Regions from separate parts of the Gossypium arboreum genome. Here all the other regions are linked to region 2. Evidence: chromatin contacts called from public Hi-C data. All regions are on one chromosome and are shown on one strand. The core of a region is the stretch at or near the end of the contact, and the rest is flanking DNA. Distances in the headings are between cores, read along the strand shown. Region 1 holds the start of LOC108489685 (cell number regulator 8-like). Region 2 holds the start of LOC108460328 (syntaxin-71-like). Region 3 holds the start of LOC108460424.

The links. A called contact is a pair of places that touch in the nucleus more often than the background predicts.
Region 1: a Hi-C map of leaf shows a contact between it and region 2, with 2.8 times the contacts expected there. The contact joins the promoter of LOC108489685 here to the promoter of LOC108460328 in region 2. A contact is called at or near these places in 2 of 5 Hi-C or Micro-C datasets (both in leaf).
Region 3: a Hi-C map of leaf shows a contact between it and region 2, with 2.7 times the contacts expected there. The contact joins the promoter of LOC108460424 here to the promoter of LOC108460328 in region 2. A contact is called at or near these places in 2 of 5 Hi-C or Micro-C datasets (both in leaf).

What each region holds. Positions count from the first base shown.
Region 1 is chr4:100,658,433-100,661,783 of ASM2569848v2, reverse strand. It overlaps LOC108489685 (cell number regulator 8-like), which reads left to right and starts at 1,379. Exons shown (of 3, transcript XM_017794384.2): 1 at 1,379-1,785; 2 at 2,364-2,566; 3 at 2,881-3,351. The coding sequence starts at 1,506. The coding sequence ends at 3,120.
Region 2 is chr4:100,425,869-100,428,802 of ASM2569848v2, reverse strand. It overlaps LOC108460328 (syntaxin-71-like), which reads left to right and starts at 1,670. Exons shown (of 9, transcript XM_017759777.2): 1 at 1,670-2,068; 2 at 2,269-2,394; 3 at 2,634-2,799. The coding sequence starts at 1,913.
Region 3 is chr4:100,569,056-100,571,950 of ASM2569848v2, reverse strand. LOC108460424 reads right to left here and starts at 1,400. Exons shown (of 2, transcript XM_017759916.2): 1 at 993-1,400; 2 at 140-860. The coding sequence starts at 1,364. The coding sequence ends at 345. It overlaps TRNAP-AGG (transfer RNA proline (anticodon AGG)), which reads left to right and starts at 2,016; the gene lies at 2,016-2,087.

The DNA.
Region 1 (3,351 bases), core at 130-2,629, 230 kb before region 2:
GGGATATTTTAGTCATATTTGTACACAAAATTCAGCCTATAAATAGGCCTCTTAGCAACCCTAAATAGTTAAGAATAACAGCAACAAAATTAAAAGTGTTTGTGGGAATTTCAAGAAAACTTTGTATTTCTGGTTCGAGTTTATTTGTTTCTTCATCTTGTACTCCAATTTTCAGCTTTTTACCGTTTTAGTGAAGTTTTCTCTGCTCATAATTTTTTATCCTATTTGGAGGAGTTTTTCCATATAAATATTTATGTTAATTTTCTTTTTAATTTTCATTTATGTTCGTTTCATAATTCAAGTTCGACTCAAAAAAGTACGATTATTCTGTGTGTAATAACATTGTTAAAATCATCCATAATTAGTCGATTAAGTTTCGATGGAGTTTGTGCAAATTTGTCAACTCCAATTACTTGTGAAAACTCCAAGTGTGAATTTGAAGAATTCAAAATTAGTAGATTTAAAAAATTCAAATTTAACGTATGAGATAAAAATTCAAAATCAAAAAAATTATTGTATTCGTTATATTGCAATTCTAGAAACGAAAATTATTGAAAGTTGGATGAATAATATATGGACCAATCGTTAAACAGGTTTACCGACAAATAAGTTATATCGTGTAATTAGGGTGAGGAGGTGGAGACTTGCTGGGCCCATTCTTGGCCCATATTTTGCCTTAGGACGTTACAATTACTTACGGGTAAACTAAAGATATCAAAGTAAAAATAAATTAATAGTCGAGTTTGGATAGGTGGGACAGTACGGTGTGTTGCGTTTAATTTAATTTTTGTCCAATACTATAGTATTGTTACAATATTTAATTTTATAATTACCGTTGTTTTTACAATAACTATAGATAAACGCACCACTCACCTTTAGTTTAATTGGCATCGTCAGGGTTGGGGGGACTATAAATAATACTAGGTATTGTATAAAAAATGACAGAAATGATAATAAAAAAAAACTATAATGAAATTAATGTAAAAAACACAAACTAATGGTCTAATTTTGGTTTTAGTCCATATTCTAGGTCAAAATTTGAAATTTATTCTTTTGGTTTTAATTTGATTCTTTCGACTTTATATTATACTAGTTTTATTTTAGTAGGAGAGGCGGAAGGGGATTTCAAAATTTGAAGTTGAATGAACCCAAGTTTTTAATGATTACACATAGTAGGTTAAAATTAATGATAATTATAGTGTATGCAAATTATTATTACTAAAATTGGATCATAAAATTAAGGACAATGTAATGTAAAACTAATACTAAATTTTTACATTCACCCAATGCTTTTGGCTTTTCAAATTATTACTTTAATTGGCTATGAGTTTGGATTTTATAAAAATAGAGACCAATTAAAAATGAATGACTAAATCTGGAATTTTAACATAATCCAGGGACTACAACTAACTTCACGCCCATTGGTCCTTATAACAAAGACCAAAACCTTTTTTCTTACGTTTTCCCTAACAAGTTTTAGATCCATTTCTTGGAATCCAAAAGAAATGGCCAACAACAACAATCTAGAGGAATCGAGCCCTCTTTTGAGCAAACATGTTGGTGTTGAAGAAGATGAGAAGAAGAATCTAAATGTTAACAACTCAACCGACGTGGCAGCTTCGCCGGAAGCTAGGACCGGAGCTGGGTTTGGTTGGACCGCAGATGGTCTGCCCTTGGTCCACGGGAGTGTCGTTGGAGAACCAATGGGCCGGTCTCAGTGGGATTCCTCCCTCCTCGCTTGTCTTGGTCGTAACGATGAGTTTTGCAGCAGTGACGTTGAAGTTTGTAAGTTTTTATATAGTTTTATTTGAGAAATTCCTAATTCGATCTGTTCAATTTGGAATTTTCCTGCATTTAGAAGCCAAATCATAATTGCTAGGCTTAACTTAAATCTTTAATTCTGCTTTCTTTGTCTTTTTTTTTTTTTTTCCTGAAAAAATCCACCTTTGGAATGAGAGGGGAAAAAGAAGAAAAGAAAAGGAAAATCAATAGGTCATTTATGATTATGCACGAATTGGGTTGCAACGATTAAAAGAATGGGTAGGAATTGTAATGTTGTTCATTGTTTTTAAATCCATGATCAATTAATTTCTGGTTAATGTTATCTTTTTATACAATCTCATAAGATTTGTTAATCTGACTACTGTTTTTTAATATTCAAGTCTGACATATATATCTTTTTAGGTACATAAATATGATCATATGATTCTTCAAACACCATAATATTTGTATCACACAAAAAATTTCATGTAATTCGAATAACATGTACGAAGCTTGAAAGTTAGCACATTTTCTTGGTCATTTGTTTCTAAAAGAATGTAGAATAAAATGTTCTTGATTTGAAATTATGATATTTTGGTCAGGTCTACTAGGAAGCGTGGCCCCTTGTGTGCTGTATGGAAGCAATGTTGAAAGACTTGGATCTGCACCTGGGACCTTTGCAAATCATTGCTTGCCTTATTCTGGTCTTTACCTGATTGGAAATTCCTTTTTTGGCTGGAATTGTCTTGCTCCATGGTTTTCATACTCTACCCGAACTGCAATTCGGCGCAAGTTTAATCTGGAGGCAAGTGAATCTTATTGAGACCATTTTTTAACCAGCTCATTAAGCATATATTATGGATAACTTTGGGTTTCAGTTTTTCGTATACCCTTGTTTGATGTGGTTTTCAGAAGTTTCTGACATTCTGTGATGTTTTTGCTGGGGAAGTCCAATGTTCTATTTTATCCTCATTTTCATACGCATTGTTGACCTACAATGGACTGCTGAGTTTGTTGATCTCTAGAGTTAATTTGTGTTTTTGTTATGCATAGAATCAACTATGGAAGAGCTTTCAATTGCAAAGATTTATTTGTTGTGATTTTCTTTGCAAAAAACAGGGTACCTGTGAGGCACTTAACAGGTCAGGTGGATACTGTAGAAGCTGTTTGGAAGATGAAGTGCAACGTGAACAGTGCGAGTCCACCTGTGACTTTGCAACACATGTTTTCTGCCATGCATGTGCTCTTTGCCAGGAAGGCCGTGAGCTTCGTCGAAGGTTGCCTCACCCAGGGTTCAATGCTCAGCCTGTGCTGGTCATGATCCCTCCTGGCGAGCAGACCATGGGCCGTGGTGACTGAGTTCATGCTGGTCACGTGCTGAATTCGAATAGCTTGTTGCCGCCTTGTCCATGTTTTTGTCAGCGTGATGTCATGCGATAAAATAGTGTTGAAGGTTATCTACGTTGTTCAAATTCTTAAGTACCCACTGAAGTATGATCGCTAGTTGTGGTCAAGCACAATAACATATTGACGGACATATGGTTTTTACGTATTTTGTGTATAATATAGTAAATATTACACTTCTTTTCT
Region 2 (2,934 bases), core at 421-2,920:
GGCGGCAAAAATCAAGGTTAACCTGATGTTCAATATGGGTGTTTCGAATCCTATTTGCGAGGATCAAAGGGATCCCAATCGAGACAAGTCACAATGGATACAAGTAAGAGGAGATGGCATTTTACAGTCGAATATGTAAAAAAAAAAAGAAACAATTTGAGTTAGATGATGACAAAGACATAAGTCGAGGCAAATGTTTTGAGGGACGAAGCAACCTAACTAAGAGAATAGTTAGGGCATAGTGGTAATTTCGAGATTAGTTAGACCGGTGTCATTTCAAGGATGCTAAAAAGGCATCACAAGAATGGGTGAGGGAGAATGTTACCGGCCGCAGATCGAAGCTTATGACGAATGCACATGGAACGTCCTATTAACCAACTTGAATTGGCCTAATTCGTGGAGCATATAAAGAAACCCATCTACTTGAAGCCTTGGTGGCCTAGTGGAGCACTCTAGTAAAACTAGAGTTATCATAATTAATATTTATAATCCTAAGGGATAAGATTATATAGAGTTTAAATCCCTTAGGATTCTCTTCTTGTAGATAGGCTTTTATTTCGACCGTTAATGTAATTTAAATTGTACTGTTGGATTTGAGGGAATTCAACATAAATAAAGGTCTTCCCCCTCATTTGTTATAACTCAGTTGTAATTCTTCAAAGTAATAAAAACACTTGGTGTGCTTAGTTTTTTTTTTGTGGCTTTTTTGTTTGCTTTTTGTTTTTTCGCTTAAGAGTTTGTTTTCGCTTTATTTCAGTGCCTTATTCTCATCTTTCGAGAGTTAGACTTGTTTAAACGAATTTGAAGTTAAGTTTCTACTTAAGGCCACATGATTTACGAAGCTCTAGCCTGTTACACTTGACGGTGGTTGAATGTGTGACCTTTTAAGTTTAAGTAGAATCTTTATTTTTATTCTTTTAATTTATTTTATTGGAAAATAAAATAATTTATTTATGGAGTAGTAGAATTGCTTTCTTTTTTCTTAACCATGGAAAAAAATGTGAAATAATTGAGCGCGTGCGACTGTAGAATGAAATAGGCTCTATACTAGCCTATTATTGTGGGTTTTAAATTGAGAATATCAATAATGTTACATTAACGATATAAAAATATAGTATAAAAAATATAATGTGTTAATCATAGAATTTTGTAACATAAAATAAAAAAATAAGTCAATTAAGTACTAATTTAATTAGCATCACTATTGTTCCTAGTGCAAAAGGATATAGGTTTATAATAGATAAATGAGACAATTATAAAGAGGATCGATTGTATTAACTTAGGTGTATAACTATCTCTTTATAACATATAAAATGTTGACAAATAAATGAGATTGTTATAAAAAAGTTGTTGTATTAGTTTGAAATTATTATTATTGAAATAAAAAATCTTAATTTAATAAAAGCGCTATAGAAGTATTGTACTAAGAGTCAAATTACATTTTACTCACTCTATTTAAAAATAGATAAATTAATATTTATATATTAAATCAAGAAATAAATTAATCATATCTATTAAAAACTAATATAACTGGTACATAATATATCGCATATTCCTCGTATTAAAATTTTTATGCAGTTTTCTGTAAAATAAATAAAATTTTAATAAAATAATCAAGCATAATATAGTCTGACCTCTCAGATCCTTTTACCCTTTGATTTCACCCTAAATTTACATAATATCAGGATTTTTGTTAAAAAATTACTCTGTCGTGAAAAATGAAAAACGGGTTGACTCCTAGTGTTTAATTATTGATACTGTTTATTCTTCGAATCTTGGAGTTAGTTCGGTGAACGACGTTTACAGGGGAAACAAAAAGAAGCTAAGAAATTCCAACTCTTTTTTCCCTCAATTTTTTTCCCACATCCAAACAGCTACATTGATTGAATTTTAAACTCAAAAGAAAAACATAATGAGTGTAATCGATATTTTGACAAGAGTAGATGTGATCTGCAAGAGGTACGATAAATACGACGTCGAAAAGCAGCGTGACCAAAATGTCTCCGGCGACGATGCTTTTGCTCGCGCTTACGCAGCAGTCGAAGCCGACATTGGATCCGCTCTAGAGGTAGATCCGATCTAATCTAATTCTTTCATCTTCTCTTGGATGAGATTGTTAGGTTTAAGCTTGCCTTATGATTAGGTTATTTAAGATTTAGAGTGTCAGTCTTCCTCTGCTTAATTGATAGTTGTTCAGTAATAATTAGGGTTTTATTGCCTTCGATTTGAGTGTTTTTTTATTTTTTATTTTTTATTTTTATGATTTAGAAAGTGGAACTTGCTTCCAAGGAGAAAAGTAAGGCATCTGCTGTTGCAGTCAATGCTGAGATTCGTCGAACCAAGGCTCGATTGCTTGAGGAGGTCCCTAAGCTGCAGAGATTGGCTGTTAAGAAGGTTAACTTTTTTCCTTCTCTTTTACAATTTCCCAAACTGTTTAACATTTTATTGTAAATGTGAGCTTGTTTAACTATTCATACATTCATAATGTTGTTCAAGCAAACAGATTGACATTTTCTTTTACTATAATGTATTTTGTTTTTACATATTTAGAGGTATTTGGAATATGCTATTTTGGACTTGGATAATTGACTAGTTTGGGCTTCCATTGTGATAGAGTTTGGATTCATTTACAGGTTAAAGGGTTTTCAACTGAAGAGATGGCTGCTCGTAATGATCTGGTCCTTGCATTGCCGGACAGGATTCAAGCTATACCTGATGGAACTGCTGATACTAAACAAACTGGAGGCTGGATGTCTTCAGCACCTTCAGCTTCTTGTACTGCAATTAAGTTTGATTCAGGTGATCCTTAACTCCATTGAAATTTATTGTTAAATTTATAGAGATTGTATGGATGGAGACTTCATGTTTAGCTATTTCCTGACCTGTTAAACTTGCCAGTGTCTAGATTTAAATCTTTATTTCTACCATTTTGAC
Region 3 (2,895 bases), core at 151-2,650, 140 kb before region 2:
AAAGCCATGTTTCCTATTATTACTGTTTTTGATTCTTTCTCAATCCGGAACATGGTAGGACCATCATGATCATCTTCCTTTTTTGGTTTGCCTTATCTTTTCAGCAATTTGGATGACTCAATATAACAAAAGAAAAAGATCCTTTTTAAAGTTTTTTCCATTTATCCTAACCACTACTAGTAGTTAAAAATGGTGACAAAAAGAGCTTTTGGCTCATCTTTTATTTAGAGTACACTATCTTTTATGACTTTTTTATTACAAACTCCTCTTTTTACAGTTGCAGCTAGCTATAGACCTAGTTGTGTGGTAGATTTAGGTTCGAAGTTGGGATCTGCTCTCTTGTTTTATGAATCTTGTTGAACTACATATGCAACAGTTCTAGCCCAAAACTTGAGATGTTTCTTCATATCAGCAGCAGCAGAGACCCTTGGTACTCTTAGATTCAGCAAAGGAGAATCGGGTCTTTTAATCAGCCAAGCTTCTGATAAATATGGTCTTATAACACCTCTCTTCTCTTCTTGTTCAATATCATCGTCTTTAGATAGTTGGTCAGCATCAACATTGACTTCATTATGGATCCGTTTAGTTCTGGAAAATCCAAGTCTGAGCAAGCCGGGGATAACACCAATCATCCTGGCGTTCAAGTGCTCTTTTGTGAATACAAATCCAAGATCCATGAACCCTTTTACTTCTTCCAGTTCCAAGTCTTTCAAGCTCCTACAACTCGTGGATTTTTGCAGTTTGCATTGATGGTTAATCCTCTGATGTTTATGAGTCGATTGTGATGGAGAATGTGAACGACTAAGATTCCCTCTTCTTGATCTTTTCTTCAATTGTTTTTCCTCTTTTTTAGGATCATCCTAAGAATTTGATCACCATGAAAAACAACAGCAAAAATGAAACAAAAAATAAGAAACATATTTCAAGAGTGTTGAACTTGATGAGCATAGTTCTTTTTCATTCATTTTATTATTATTATTATTACTGTTTACCAGCGCTGGTATTTCTTGGTCTGCAACAGATGATAAAGAGAGGCTTGAAGATGATGAGCTTGTAGTGGTAGATTCTGAGAGGGGCTGCTTTGGTTCAAGGGGGAAATATGGTGAAAAGGGGTCTGGGAAAAGAATAATCTGTTGAAACCAGAGACGATCCATGGCTCCTACGAGACAGAAAGAGAGGTTATTAGCCATTGAGAAAAAAGGGGGAGGGGGGAATACATGGAGGGAGAGAGGGTTATTTATCAGCATCAGTGTGGGGGTTGTATGGTGTTGAAAGAATAAGGAAAAGCATTGGAATATAGAAGTGGTGGAACCTTTGGGCAGTGGAAGATGTGGTGATGGCCATGGATTCATCCAACTCCACATCTTTTCGTAAGAGACCCATATACATGATATGGATACTATTTGTTGCAGTCATGTTGATTCTGTATGTCATAATAGTGGACCACCAAGGGGGACTCTAAACCAACCCGGGACAAGCAGGTGGTATCAACTCTCGTAATCGCCCATTGTCAAATATAATCTGCTTTCTAATTGAAGCTCCAATCAGGACAAATCATGGATAGTGAACCGAAATAATCCAGCAACTCATAACTCATGACTCACAAACGTCTCTTTAAACATTGCAATTAATATCCGCTTTATGTTAGCTTGAAGATTATATCTTCTGTACACACACAAATAATTAACGCAAATTATTTGAATATTAATTTAATATGTAATTTTATACATAAATTTTAATTTTGTATAATTTTATAAATAAAATTTTGATTTGGTTCAATTCTTATAAATTATTAATATAATTATTGATATAACATTATTTTATGTTTATATATTACATGCACAAATAATTATATTTATTCAATATAAAAATAAATTTATGTGTTTATTTTTTAAATGTGTTTTACTTAAATCAAAATTAAAATTTTATGTATATATTTAAATTATAATTAAAATATCATTTATAATTTTAGAATCTTTCTTTAATATTTTGATATCATGAGCAAAAATTAATTAGGGCATTTGGTCTAATGGTATGATTCTCGCTTAGGGTGCGAGAGGTCCCGAGTTCAATTCTCGGAATGCCCCTTTTCTTTACGTTTTCCCAAGATTTTGGAATTTATGGCGGTTTAGATTAAGCAATTTCTACTGTAACTTGGAAGTTAGCCCAAAATGATGGTGAGCTTTAGACCTATGGCTTTTCATGGACTTATTAACTTTCCAAACTACTCTAAAAGTTAGTAGCTTTTTCTTTTTGCTTTCCATTTAATTTTCCTTGAAAATATAAAATGATAATTATTTATCAATATTTTTCATGATACCCATAAGTCAAGAAATTGGATTTTAAATCAATATGTTGGATAGGACTTACGATTTGAAATTAAGAAGAAGGGTTAATGGGTAGTCTCAGAAAAGAAAAACATGTATGTTCTTTGTGTCTAGAGTAGGAGTAGGCATTTCCAATGAAACAAAGTTGATATGGGTAGAAATATTAGCCTAAAATAGACACCACAAAAGTACTTTAGTCTTTCCATATTGAAACTTAATCAGCTGCATTGGCAACACAATAGAACTTCTCATTTCTCCAACTCCATCTGTACACATTATAAAAATTGTGTTTTGATTTTTCAGGGAACCTGCCTCTGTCTTTGTTGCAGAGCTTATGTACTATATATGAAAATTTCATAACACACGTCTTGTTTTCCACAAAATAAAATCCAAGTCCTGAGTGTTCGAAGAACAAGAATAGTACTTGTTTTCAAGATCGAAGTTGATAAAACAAGTAGCAAATATGCTTAAGAGCTGCTTAAATATGAGATGATAAGTTCTACCTTTGTTTCTAAATCTTCATTGCTTTGATCCCTTTTTATGTCTTGCTTTGCAAGACATAAAAAAC